4 separate regions of the Mus musculus genome follow, and all the other regions are linked to region 1. A link is a contact called in public HiChIP or PLAC-seq, Micro-C and promoter capture Hi-C data. All regions are on one chromosome and are shown on one strand. Each heading gives the region's core, a stretch centred on a gene start, on an enhancer-like site or on the middle of the called end of the contact. The rest is flanking DNA. Distances are from core to core; before and after follow the strand shown. Region 1 holds the start of Mta1 (metastasis associated 1). Region 2 holds the start of Siva1 (SIVA1, apoptosis-inducing factor). Region 3 holds the start of Pld4 (phospholipase D family, member 4). Region 4 holds the start of Zbtb42 (zinc finger and BTB domain containing 42).

The links. Promoter capture Hi-C pulls out the DNA fragments that hold promoters and counts their contacts. A called contact is a pair of places that touch in the nucleus more often than the background predicts. HiChIP or PLAC-seq counts read pairs in DNA pulled down with a chosen protein or histone mark.
Region 2: a contact with region 1 is called in a FOXA1 HiChIP or PLAC-seq map of pancreatic cancer cells. The contact joins the promoter of Siva1 here to the promoter of Mta1 in region 1. A contact is called at or near these places in 2 of 484 Hi-C or Micro-C datasets (CD8 T cells and embryonic stem cells) and 1 of 115 datasets of contacts at active chromatin or transcription factors (pancreatic cancer cells).
Region 3: a contact with region 1 is called in a promoter capture Hi-C map of pre-B cells, with 3 times the contacts expected there. The contact joins the promoter of Pld4 here to the promoter of Mta1 in region 1. A contact is called at or near these places in 2 of 39 promoter capture datasets (the C10 cell line and pre-B cells), 3 of 484 Hi-C or Micro-C datasets (cerebellum, cortical neurons and palatal mesenchyme), 4 of 115 datasets of contacts at active chromatin or transcription factors (T-cell acute lymphoblastic leukemia, astrocytes, embryonic stem cells and 1 more) and 2 of 9 other capture datasets (adipose tissue and liver).
Region 4: a contact with region 1 is called in a Micro-C map of the G1E-ER4 cell line, with 3 times the contacts expected there. The contact joins the promoter of Zbtb42 here to the promoter of Mta1 in region 1. A contact is called at or near these places in 1 of 39 promoter capture datasets (stem cell-derived epiblast-like cells), 5 of 484 Hi-C or Micro-C datasets (CD4 T cells, the G1E-ER4 cell line and embryonic stem cells) and 1 of 115 datasets of contacts at active chromatin or transcription factors (pancreatic cancer cells).

Annotation. Positions count from the first base shown.
Region 1 is chr12:113,096,541-113,099,745 of GRCm38.p6, forward strand. Mta1 (metastasis associated 1) reads left to right here and starts at 1,738. Exons shown (of 21, transcript NM_001364622.1): 1 at 1,738-1,905. The coding sequence starts at 1,878.
Region 2 is chr12:112,642,957-112,646,211 of GRCm38.p6, forward strand. It overlaps Siva1 (SIVA1, apoptosis-inducing factor), which reads left to right and starts at 1,872. Exons shown (of 4, transcript NM_013929.2): 1 at 1,872-2,128. The coding sequence starts at 2,011. Gm30101 (a long non-coding RNA gene) reads right to left here and starts at 1,811. Exons shown (of 3, transcript XR_381987.3): 1 at 1,726-1,811; 2 at 358-486.
Region 3 is chr12:112,759,095-112,762,397 of GRCm38.p6, forward strand. It overlaps Pld4 (phospholipase D family, member 4), which reads left to right and starts at 1,561. Exons shown (of 11, transcript NM_178911.4): 1 at 1,561-1,689. The coding sequence starts at 1,663.
Region 4 is chr12:112,677,409-112,680,339 of GRCm38.p6, forward strand. Zbtb42 (zinc finger and BTB domain containing 42) reads left to right here and starts at 1,432. Exons shown (of 2, transcript NM_001100460.1): 1 at 1,432-1,537; 2 at 1,968-2,931. The coding sequence starts at 1,985.

The DNA of each region.
Region 1 (3,205 bases), core at 488-2,987:
AGACTATGTCAAGTCTATGCCCTCTGCCCTGACCACTGCCTAGATGTTATTTGGTTAGCTTTTTGTTTTGAGACTGGGTCTATGCAGCTCTGGTTGTCCTGGAATTCACTATGTAGACCAGAGTGATGTTTCTTCTCATTGCTCAGGGAGGTGGCCTAGGCCTTGAGACCCTTCCATGGGTCCAAGCGTCATGCAGATTTCTTGCCTAGTTATGTACAGTGCATTAGCCCTGAGCCCCCCCCCCCCACGCCTAACCCTCACCGTGGCCCACAATGCTTTCCTGAGCGCCATTTACTCCACTCCACAGAATGCACCTCAAAGAGGACGCCGACTTGGCGGCCATAGACTTCCACCGACAAAGTAACCCGCCGTGCTCAGACTCAACCAGAACTCCCAGTCAGCTCCTTTTCACTGCCCCAACTGTGGCAGGGACAGGAGTCCCATCAGGGACACAACCTTTTGTCCTCTGGCCTTGGGGTAATGTCTAAGAACTCCCTCTTCACAGACCTTAGATAAGCAAAGGCAAGCCCTTAGTCACAGATGCCACAAAGAGGCACCTTCCTCAGCACCGCAATGCCCCACGGCTTATGTGGTCTTGGCTTCAGCTTGGGCTTGTGGGAGGGAATCCAAGCGAGCAGGGAGGTACACGGAGGGAGGCCTGGCACTTCAGGAACAAGCATGACCGCCTTGTTCAAGGATAGTCATGATGTTCCTGGGTGACTGAAGAGGTTGGACAATGGGGGACACACTGAGGACCCCTACAAGAATTGGAAAGGATCCCTACACAGGGGTGCAGGGAAGGGCTCACATAGAAGGACCCAAGGCAACCTTGTGAGAAACTCCCAAGGAGCCAGTCCTAGGAGGGCTCACCTTGTCAGGTATGTGAGAGGTCTCTGGAGGTGACCTGGGGTTGCTGAAGACTAGGTGAGCATGGAGCTTGGCGGGGGTGGGGGGAGGGCAGGGAAAGGGTCACCAATGGGTGCTGAGGGCCAGGAGGGAATGGGCCTGGAGAGTGCTGGAGAGTGCCACTGGAGGATGCCCGAGTCATTTGGGAGGGGTCGTGGAGAGCCTCCCAGGTAAGCTGAAAGACCATGTAAGAGGGCCATCCAGGGATGTCGAGGACCACTGAGGGTTAAAGAAGGGCCACCCAGTGGGTGCCGAGGTCCAGGCGGGCGTGGGCCTGGAGAGTGCCACTGGAGGATGCCAAGTATCATTCCGGAGGGGTCGCAGGAGGGCCATCAATGATGTGGAGGGCCAGCCACTCTAGGCGGGTTGCAGGAGTGCGTCCCAGGGACGCAGGGTGTGGGCCTGCCGAGGAGGACCACCTGGGGATGCCAAGGGCCACTCCAGCAGTGGCTTCGAAGGACCTCCAAGGGATGAGCAGCTGACCCAGGGATGCCGAGGACCACTTTGGAGAGGATGCAGGAGGGCCACTCGGGATGCCAGGGCCACGAAAGCGTGGGGCTCCGGATGGCCACCCGGGGATGCTGAGAGCCAGGCAGGAGGGGTCGTGGGAGGGCGATCCGGGGATGCCGAGGACCAGGCGAGCTAAGGGCTCAGAAGGGCCACTCGGCCAGGGGCACGCGGGCCGGCGCGGCGCGGGGTCGGGTAACGGCCCGCGCGGTGGGCGGCGGCGCCCGAGGCCCCTCCCCGCCGCCCGCGGCCGCTCCTCCTCTTCCTCTCCCGCCCGCGCCGCGGCCCTCCCGTCCCTGCGCGGCCTCGGCGGCCTCGGAGGCGGCGGCGGCGGCGGCGGCGGAGCAGCGCGGTCCCTTTAAACCGCCCGCCGGCGCCCCCGCGCCCGCCCCCGCCCCGGCCCGCGCCCGGCCCGCCGCCCGCGCTCGCGCCCCGCGCCCCGCGGCCCCGCCGCCGGCCCGGACATGGCCGCCAACATGTACAGGGTCGGAGGTAAGGCCCCGCCACGGCCTTTATGCGCCGCGGGCCCACCGCCCGCGCCTCCCGGCCCCGCCGCGGCCTCCGCGCCTCCCCCACGCCGCCCTCGCGCGCGGCCCGCGCCCCTCCCCCCCGTCCCGCCCCCGTCGCGCTCGCGCCCCGCCCGCGAGGCTCGGTTCTGGTCTCCGGTGCTCGTCCCGGCCCAAAATGGCCCCTGGGCTGCCGGTGCCGGGGCGCGCGCGCGCGGGGCGCCGAGCGGCGCTGGGAGGGGGCTATGCCCACCTGTTGGGGACCGGGGGTGGCCCGCGGGACGCAGGCGGAGTAGCGGCGAGTGGCCAGGGTGGCCAGGGCATCCCGGGGGCCGGCGGGCCCGGCGGCGGGAGGCCTGGGCCTGGGTCCGGGCCGGAGCCCCTGAGCAGGAGCACGTGCCTCTGGAGCTCTGGCTGCGGTCCCGCGAGCAGGAGTTTCGGGGTCTGGGGGGCAAGCGGTCTCCTCAGGGGGCCGTGCAGGGCCCGCTAGGTGTGCAGGCACCGTGAGTCCTGTTGCAGGGGCCACGAGCCCGTCCCAGCCGAGGGCTTTCCTTAGCAGGGATTCCTGGGGGGGAGGGTTGGCTACAGCAGGGGGCCTACATCCCAAGTGCAGGTCTGAATCACCCCAAACTTTTCTCTGCCTTACTGCTCACCCCTGCCTAGCAAGGAGGCACTTTCCTGGCCTTTGGAAGGCCAGAGGTCCCTACTGACCTGGGGCCATGAGAGCCTGTCTGCCCGGGCTGGTCCCCCAGTTGTTGGGCCCTGGGAAGAAGCCCTTTGCCCAGTTTGTGTATGTGTGTGTGTGACCAGGATACTCCGGAATGGCCTTGCACACATCCAGGCCATGCTGACCCTTATAGTTATCCCATAGCCTTCTTCTGCTCTCTCTCTGGACTTGGAGACCCTCCTGGTCACAGCCTAAATGTGGATGAGTCTGCTGCTGTCCCCCACTAGCAAACTTGGGCTTTGCTGTGAGAGTGTGCTTGAGTGCAAGACCACCCCGAAACACCCATCAACCACTCCTACGGAAGACCCCGACCCCTGAGTGCCTAGGTCATTTCCTTCCATCTCACACCAGCGGGACCCAGCCAGCTCAGTTCTGTGGCTTGGGGCACAGGGGTGCAGCTATCTCCACACGGATGGCTCATCCTCCCACAGCAGGCCTCCCACAGCAGGGGCCTCTCAGGGAATCCCTGATCTCACACCTTTGCTCTCTGCCAGGACCTGCCACAGGTCATACAGCCTGGGGTCATATGAGGAGGGGCTGGTCTGTGAGGATTCAGCCT
Region 2 (3,255 bases), core at 622-3,121, 450 kb before region 1:
CCACCTGCCTCTGCCTCCCAAAGGCTGGGATTAAAGGGGTGTGCCACCACCGCCCAGTCAACCACCAAGGCAACTCTTATAAGGATAACATTTAATTGGGGCTGGCTTCTAGGTTCAGAGGTTCAGTCCATTATCATCAAGGCAGGAACATGGCAGCGTCCAGGCAGGCATGGTGCAGGCAGAGCTGAGAGTTCTACATCTTCATTCAAAGGCAGAGAGGAGAAGATTGGCTTCTAGACAGTTAGGACTAGGGTAATAAAGCCCACACCCACAGTGACACACTTACTCAGACAAGGCCACACCTCCTAATAGTGCCAACCCCTGGGCCCAGCATATACAAACCACAGCCATCCTGACCTTATTACCCTTCAATCATGACGTCATCTGAGGACGGAGCCTTCAACACTTCATATTCATACTAGAACGGGAGTCAGGCCCAGTGGAACCCCATGGCGCTTGTACAGACTGCACTAGGAAGTGCGGATTCTGGGAGGAAAAAGTCCATTATCTTAACATGAACAACAGCCTTCTTAGTGGTGGTTCCTGGGACAGGTCGCTGGATTTAAGCCATGCAGTAGGGGACAAACGCATGACTCCACACAGAGGTATCATCCATTCTGCACAGTTCTACAACCGGGGAAACCACCATTTGGGGGTGGGGGTGGGGGTGGGGAAGCACAGCAGTCAGTAGTCACTGGACCCTATTGTCCTATTTAGAATTGTGCTCCTTCTTTATGTCGAAGGCCTAACTCCCAAGAGTCAGAGTGTGATTGTATCTGGATACAGTTTTTTGTTCGGTATTTTGAGACTGGGTCTCTCTACCTAGCCCAGGCTGGCCTCCAACTCACAGAGATCAGCCTGCCTCTGCTTTCTGAGAGCTGGGATTAAAGGTGTGAGCCAACACACAGGGCTGGTGGATATAGTCTTAAAGAGTTAAAACAGGGTCCTTAGGGCAGAACTTAATTCAAAGTACTGGGTGTTATTATGAGATGAGGACACACACACACATCCAGTAAGGACACAAAAGTTTTTATTTGTAGATTCTGGAAGACAGAAGCCTGCAGAGAACCTGACACTTTGATCAGAGACTTCCATTCTACAAAGTCTGGAGAATTAACGGGTGCTGTGTGTACACTCCGGGTCTCCTGTACTCCAAGATGAGCACAAAACTTAATGCACCCGAATAACTGACGTTCCGATTGTGTAGAAATAGAAGGACTGAGAAACCCCTCAGCATCACTGTTTTGCCTGTTCAACATGTTAGAAGACACCACAATATTTTTAAATCCTGACCAGCGGACCCGCAGGTGACGCCATAAACCCTCAGGCTCCCTGCCCAAGATCAGACCTAAGGGAACACAAGAGGAACTCGTAGGGGAAGATGGGTGCCCGTATCCACTAAGATCAGGAGCTGGGACAAAACCCGCCACCCTACTGTTTGATACTGATATCTCACCTATCACCTATCACCGTTGCTTAGCGACAACAGAGCCTTCAGGCTTTTCGCGCGCTGAGCCCCGCCCTCGATCTCGTGCTGGTTTATGCAGAGCCCCTTAGCACACGAGTCCCGCCCCCAACGTAGCATCCCGCTAATCCCGCGCCCCACCCCAGAGCCCCGCCTCTTAGTTCCCGGCCTATCCTGAGCTGTGACATAAACTAGCCCCGCCCCAACACAACCCCCCCCCCCCTCGGCCTATCCCGTGCCACGCCTTGCGCAGACCTCACCTCGCCGCGCCAGCGCCCTTGGCCTTTTCCCGCGCCCTGCATTCCAGCCACTGCCTCCCTCAGCCTATCCCTCGCCGTTAACTGCGTAAGTCCCGCCCCCGACGTCACTCCGGCCTATCCCGCGCAGCGGGGCCCGTTTGAGGCGAGCCCCCAGCCTTTCTCCGGCCTATTGGGCGCCGCGCCCTCGTCGGCTCGGGCCTCCGCCGCGGTCCGAGGGCGCCGTGACGTGTGCTCGGCGCGCGGCGCGCTGCGCGCTGCTGAAGGCTGTGTCTGGTACCCGCTACCATGCCCAAGCGGAGCTGCCCGTTCGCAGACGCAGCCCCGCTCCAACTCAAAGTCCACGTGGGCCTGAAAGAGCTGAGCCACGGTGTGTTCGCCGAGCGCTACTCACGCGAGGTCTTCGGTGAGTGTGGACTTCCGTGGGTAGAGCGCGCTACGCCGCGCAGGGCAGCGGGAGACCGCGGGAGCGTCCCGAGCGCTCACGGTGGATGCTGCTTCAGGCGGCTCCCGGAGAAATCCGAGTCGGACCCGAGTGCTGCCGAGCGGACTAGCCTAGCGCGGGACCGACGCGGGGACTGGGTTCGAGTGGGCGTGATGGCGTAGACTGCCCTGAGCCCTCGCAAGTGGCCTTTGTAGCGGATGGATGTTGCTGAGCATTGCCTTGCAGTGATGGCTTTCTGGGGCAGGTGTAACGCAGTGTACCGTAGCTTGGCGCAGTTTGCGGCCGTATAACTTTGAGCGGTGCCGCTGCGCCTTTGGAATGTGCGGGAAAACAAACTCCCTACGCAGCCCCAGTATTTGTCCTTTCCCTCTCTGTACTCTGGGAATGCAAACTCAAGTGCTGAGACGCAGGGGCGATGCGTGAAGGGACAGGACTGAGCTGCAAAGAGTGTGCCTCCCCCCACGCCCCCCAGTCTAGACATGGCCTGGCGTCGTGGCTTGTTTTTTGACGCCAGCACTCAGAAGGGAAAGGCATGGGCTTTATGGTGAGATGTCTTAAAACAGCAATAACAATGCAAACACGGCCCAGAAAATGCCTCAGCTGGTTAAAGTGCAGTCTATGCAAGCCTGGACATGAGTCAGGTCCCAAGAACATACAGTAGGAGAGAATTCCTGAAAGTTGTCTTCCGACCACACTCATAGTAACTAAATAGCCAAGTAAATTAATTTTTTTTAAATGTAAGCATGCAGTTGAAAAGAAGGCCTAAGTGTTAATTGGAACCTAACAGCCTGGCTCTACCCTTCTGAGGACTTGTGTGTTGGAGCATTTGCCAGGCCACTCAGAGCCAGCCAGTCAGGAAGGGGTGCAGGGCTCTAGCGAGTTTTATAGTACACACAGTTTACCAAAACCCCAGCCCACACTCTGGACTCTGCTGGACCAGGAGGCCTTAAGGAGAAAATTGCTCTCATAATGGAATGTGGGTTTGAGCCCCACCTGTGTTAAGAGTACCCCTCCAGGAACTCTTCCCATTTCTTGTTTTTCAGACAGGCTTTCACCGTGTATCTTAGCCTGGCCTTGAACTTAAGTAA
Region 3 (3,303 bases), core at 311-2,810, 340 kb before region 1:
TGTATGTTTTGGAACAATTTAGCATTCAACATTAGATATAGGATCCTCAGTTATGGATAGTAATAAGTGTTCATTAATGATATTTTTAGGGTATGAAAGGATATGAATATAAAATTGAGCAAATTGTTATGTATTATTTGATGCTCAAAATACTCAATATTATTAATATGTTTGTTGTATAAAATGCATTAAAAAAAAAGCTCACCCTGAGAAAGGCTTGGGGCTACAATGGGATCCTGAATCTATTGGCTTAGACCCATGTCTGCGCTGTCTTCTCTGGTGGATAACCCACAACAACCCCAAAGCCAAGTTAGGGCATTATCCCACAGGAAGTGAAGGATGGTCCCTTTTCTGCTCACTTTCTTGCCCACCAGGCTGGACACGGGTCACTGAGGTCAGGCCCTGCTCCTCAGGAGTACTCCCCACCCTGTGAGGTTGGCACTCTTCCCCTGAGGACACTCTGAGGCCATATCCCTGAACTGAGGCCTACTGCCTGCCAAGGAGGAGGGAAGTCAACCTGGACCCTGTTCAAAGTTGGGGCTGTTCCCAAGACCCTGATCTAAAGGCAACAAGGTTTGGTCTTCAGAAGATCCATCTTGGACTATGAGGGGAGGCAGAATCCCTTCAAGGAGCCACTAGTAAGCCTATGTTTGTGGACAGGCCAGGGAACAGCCTCACCTGAATTCCTCAGCGGGGTGAGTCATGGCTACCTCCAGATCCCAGCTTCCCTTGCAGCTAGGTATGGCCCTGTGGCCAAGCGTAGATTGAGTTGTAGCTAATATAGATAAATGGAAGTTCCCTTTCCAGTCTCCAGAAGTGTTCTGGGGATGCTTCATTCTATGCTAGGGATATGAGGTGATGGCTGAGCTTTGGAAGCCATTCTAGGGCTGTGAAGTTTGAATTCCAGGGTTTGGAGGCTAAGACTTCCTGTGACTGTGTCACTGATAACTTCTCCAGAAACTGGTTGCAGGGTATGGTTGGTGGGTCAGTCAGTTTTTCTTCACTATGACGCAGACCTGAGGTAAACTGTTTGAAGGATGAAGGACTTATTTTGGCTTGCAGCTTTAGAGGTTTTAACCAATGTCAGCTGTTGCCATTCCCATGGAACTAGAGTGTGGCCAGGCATAGTAACAGCAGCAAGGCAGAGGGAAGCAGCTTGCCCTATAACAGACAGGAAGCAGAGAGAGATGAAGAACCCAGGCATAAGACATGGCGAGCCAAGTCCTGCCCCAGAAACCTACATCCTCCAATCAGGCCCCACCTTCCACAGTTTCCACCTCCTCCCATCATGGCTATCATTGCACAATTTGTTAATTAGCTCATGATGCAACTTCAATAAAATTACCAGTCTTCAATATATGAGCCCCTGGAGAAGTTAAGTCAGTTTGAGGCTCTCTTACTTGAGACTTTGGTGTTTGCAGTCAAACTTAATTCCAACATTTGGTTTATGACTGAGGGACCCTCTCTAGGAGCAAGCAGGGTAGATTTTTCTCCAGAGGTGAAAGTTCTCAGCTCCGCCCCCTAGAGACCCGATCTGTCTTGACGTGGGGGTGGGGTGCTCAGAACAAAGAGGAAGTGAATGGAAGGGGGAAGCAGCAGGCCAGAGAGGAGGCAGGTGCCTGCCTGCACAGGCAAAGCCTGCAGACAGTGGCTGGAACCAGGATGGACAAGAAGAAAGAGCACCCAGAGGTAAGTGGTAGCCAGGCTAGAGCCAGACAGAGGGCCTCAAGAGGGGTGTCTGTCTACCTCCCACAGTCCCCTCCTCCCAGCACCCTAGGTCCCACAAGCCACCCAGATTGGCTGGCAGATGTCCACTCCTTGCTTGATCTATGGATCCAGGGTCAATGGGTATCAAAGTCTCCAGCCACTGGGCAGCTTTGTCCTATCCCACGCCTCGGGTCCACAGTTTAGCCCACAGGGCAGGAACCCCAGAACCTTGAGGCTCAGGGGGCTCTAAAGCCCATCCCCCAGCTCACCCCTCTCCTGATATGCCAGTACCAGGGAGTGTTTCCCTCTAGCCAGACAGTCCCACCCCAAGGATTCGAAAGACCCACAGGGACCAAGGATGTGACAGGTCTGCAGATGCTTAGAGCCGCCCTTCATCGTTCTCCTACCCTGACCTCAGAGTAGCTCCCAGTGACCACAAGGAGGTCAGAAGTCTGTGGCCCTTGGAAGTCCCAGATTACGGCTGCTGCATTCTTGCCTTTTTGCCAATCCAACTATTTTAGGGGATGAGAACACTTCTCTCAGAGCAGCTGGGAGAGGTAGGCCAGCAGCTCTTTGAGGGATAGCCCTGCCTGGTAACCCTGGCCCAGAACCTCATGTCTGTGCCCCACTGGACATTATAAGACTGGTCAGAGCCAGAAGCTAGGTTTCTGAAGCTGCCTCGGTCACTTGAGCTGCCTGCTATGGGTAGGGTGGGAGATATATCTAAGAACATGAGCCATGATCTGGATGGAAGTGACCTCCTGACTCCCTTCTTCAAGGAACTCTGGTAAGAGGGTGCTGGGCCTCTGTGGGTGACTCTGGTCCTCTCCCCCGCCCCCATCCTCTCACTGTGGTTTCTAGGCTCCACTTCCCCGTAACTTTGGGCATCGAGGGTAGATAGAGCCCCAGGCCTATCTCCTATAATCCATTCCCTGTGCTAAGGTTAGCCACATGCCTACAGGCTGCTGTCCAAGACAACCCTTAAGGGACAGTGGAATTAGTCTCACCACTCTTGGAGTGATAGCCTGACCCACAGAACTGAAGAAGCCCCCAGATTCCACAACCAACCAACTACAATCATACAGTGCCTTAGGTTCCAAACAGCATTCAGGCTGGGAGGGTGGGAAGTCAGTGCCTTGCTCGTGTCTGTGCCAGGGGTTGGGTGACCCATCTGGGGTGCACAGGGCCTCCTGAATGACTGGCCTGACTCTGTAGTGACTCCACTGAAGGAACATGGTGAGTTCTCCACCCTAACTAGCTGTAGCCTCCTTTGCCGTCCCCAGCCTTGACAGCAGTGCAGGGCCAGGCTTGGCTCTTGGTGGCCCTTTTGCCATGCCCCACTTTACAGCCAGCTGCCTACCATGGGGCCACACTTGGGGGCCAGCTGGGGAAGGGAAGCAGCTGCTCATAGCTAATAAGGAAGGGTGGATGAGGCAGCCCAAGCAGAAACTGCACTTTCAGGCCTGGTTTCACTTGTGGTTGGAATAAGGAACTGAGATTCACATACTCAAGACACCAAATCAGGGGACACTGAGGGAGCCATAGGGTACAAGCAGGACACAGCCCTGGGAAAGGTGTAGGCTCAGCCGGCATGGG
Region 4 (2,931 bases), core at 182-2,681, 420 kb before region 1:
TGGGCCTTGCCATGTAGCTCAGGCTGGTCTAGAACTTGAAATATCCCTGCTTCAACCTCCGTTTAGTACAACACTGGTTTTCTTCCCTGTAGAATCTAGGTCCTCCAGGAACCCTGGGAGCCCCCTTGGGCTTCCAATACAACTTTGAACAGGCCCCCTGGAGCTGTCCCCAACAGCCAGAAAGCCCCACTTCACAACTGGGTACTCTGTTCTGAGTGTCTAATGAGCCGGGCAGGGGGTTGGGGGGAGAGACAGGACTCAGCGGCTGTCTCTACCCAGAATGCCTTTGGATATTCTACCCAAACCCCTTTCCCTGTAATTCCTGTGCAAGACCTCCTTCATACTTACCCTCCAGCTCTCTATGTGGTGCCCACCCAACATTATTGGTCCCTGGACTTCTAACAAATGCAAGGTGAAAATTCGGAACGGGCCTAGCCCCATAGGAACTCTGGCTCTGTGATTTGGTACTGCGTGGCCCCTCCCTCACGCTAGAACTGTAAATGAGAGTGTCTAACTGACAAGCTTAATGAAGCTCAACGTGAGCGATGTCTCAAGCAACTTCAAGCCCCCTCAGCTAAGAATACCCCTCCGCCTGCACACTTGGGAGCCATTGGTGTAGCCCATGCCAAGGGGCCTCGACTCCTCTAAACCCCGGGCTCTATTGTCACGTCCTCTCCCCAGAAGAAGCAGGAGTCTCCTCAAACCCTGCTGACCCTGATTCCCCTGGAACACTGTGCCCAGGGTGCCGGCCCTGGCCTCTCTCCATATCACTCCTCCTACATCCTGTGTGTGACCTGTCTGCCTAACTCCGGAGGTCTCCTGCCACTTCTCTGTGATTGTGTCTTAAACCCATCCCACCACATCTGCCCTACCCAGTGCCCTCTGTCACAGATCTTAGTGCGCTTGACTGTCAGCCCAGGGTCTGCAGAGGGCGGTAATTCTCTCTCTGAGACCCCAGCTCCACGGCCTGTCCCAGATGTGTTAACGTGAATTCAAGAGAAATCTTCATAGGGCGAAGTGAATTTCTTTTTGACATTTGTGGTCTCTCATTGGCGCCCTGACCCATCTGAAGGACCGTCTTCCAACGGGTCCGAGGCCATTGTCCCGTAGTCCACGGAGAAGCAACTGCCCCTTTGTCCACCAGGGCAGTCGGGACCCCATGGAGGACACAGAGGCCCAGGAGACAAGTATCGCGAGAGGGTCCCGCACCCCCTCCCGTCACAGAGTGCGGCGGGCTAGCTTCTAGCGGGACTGACCGGGTGGGGCGGACAGAGAAGGGGTAGCGAGGTGACCTCAGCGGTTCGGCCGCTCCGGGAAGTCGCCCGGTCCGCCCCCTCCAGCTCCAGCCGGGAGTTTCGCTCTTCGGGGCGGGGCAAGCAGCAGGCGTTGCCCCGCCGGCCAAGTTAGTGCGCGCCCCGCCCGGCGCCGTCCGGGTCCCCGCGCCCTCCCGGCCGGGGCGCGCCGCCCCCAGTTCGGTGCGGTCCGAGCTGCACGGGAAAGCTTGCAGAACGAGCGGAGAGCCGCGCGTGCGGCGAAGGTGAGCACAGGGGCGGGTACTCGGCTCCGCCTGCCTAGCCGGCCGTTCCCCACGGCCGCGCTGCCATAAATGGGGCCGACGGCAGCGGTGGCAGCTGGCGGCGGTGCGGGCGGGCGGCGACTCTGGCGTCGGGGGGCGCGGCAGGCGGGGGGGGGGGGGCGAGGCAGCCTGAAGTCCTGACTTCTTTCTGTCCGCGCGGCTCGGCCCCTCCGCTGCGCCCCGAGCCCCGCCCCGGCGGCAGAGCGGCTTCTGTTTACTTTCGATCGAGTTTTTCCTGCTCCGGGCAGGTGCCGGGGCAGCTCAGGGCTGGCGGTTGCGCGCGTCACTCCCGCGCCTCTCTGTGGGCTGCCTGCACCCGGGAAGGGCGCGTCGGGGCGAGCGGGGGCCACGGCATCCCCGGCGTGTTGACAGGCGTCCCGTTTGTGCCCAGGTGATGACTGCGGCGGCATGGAGTTCCCGGAGCACGGCGTACGGCTGCTGGGCCGCCTGAGGCAGCAGCGCGAGCTGGGGTTCCTGTGCGACTGCACTGTTCTGGTGGGCGACGCGCGCTTCCCTGCGCACCGCGCTGTACTGGCCGCGTGCAGTGTCTACTTCCATCTCTTCTACAGGGATCAGCCCGCGAGCAGCCGCGACACGGTGCGGCTCAACGGCGACATCGTCACGGTACCCGCCTTCAGCCGCCTGCTGGACTTCATGTACGAGGGCCGCTTGGACCTGCACAACCTACCTGTCGAGGACGTCCTGGCTGCCGCCAGTTACCTGCACATGTATGACATCGTCAAGGTCTGCAAGGGCAGACTCAGAAAGAAGGACCCAGATCTGGAGACCCGTACGCTGGGGACAGAGCTTCCTGGGCAGCCACCACACCCCCTGCCTTCCTGGTCCCCTGCCTTCTGCCAAGCCGCACCAAAGGCCAAACACCCATCTCTAGGGGTCAAGGCTACCCATCCCCTGCCAACATTTGGACCTCCGTCTTGGCAGGTTGCAGAGCAGTCAAGTGGGGCCCTGGACCTGTCACTGAAGCCTAGCCCAAGACCGGAGCAGGTACACCCACCCTGTCGCCTCCAGACATCCCTCTGCAGCTCCGTACAGCAAGTGGCGCAGCCTCTGGTGAAGGCTGAGCAAGATTCGTTCTCAGAACAAGATAGCAGCAGCCCGCAGAGCGCGGACCGATCCCCACCACCAGTCTGTGCTTCTGCAGCCCAGGGCCTGGCAGTGGACTTGGAGCCACTGCACATCGAAGGGACGGGCAGCCAGCAGCTTGGGCTGCCTGCAGAGCCAGTGCTCGACAGTGAAGAGCTGGGTCCCAGCAGGCACCTTTGCATTTGCCCGCTATGCTGCAAGCTGTTCCCTAGCACCCACGCACTGCAGCTGCATCTCAGCGCCCACTTCCG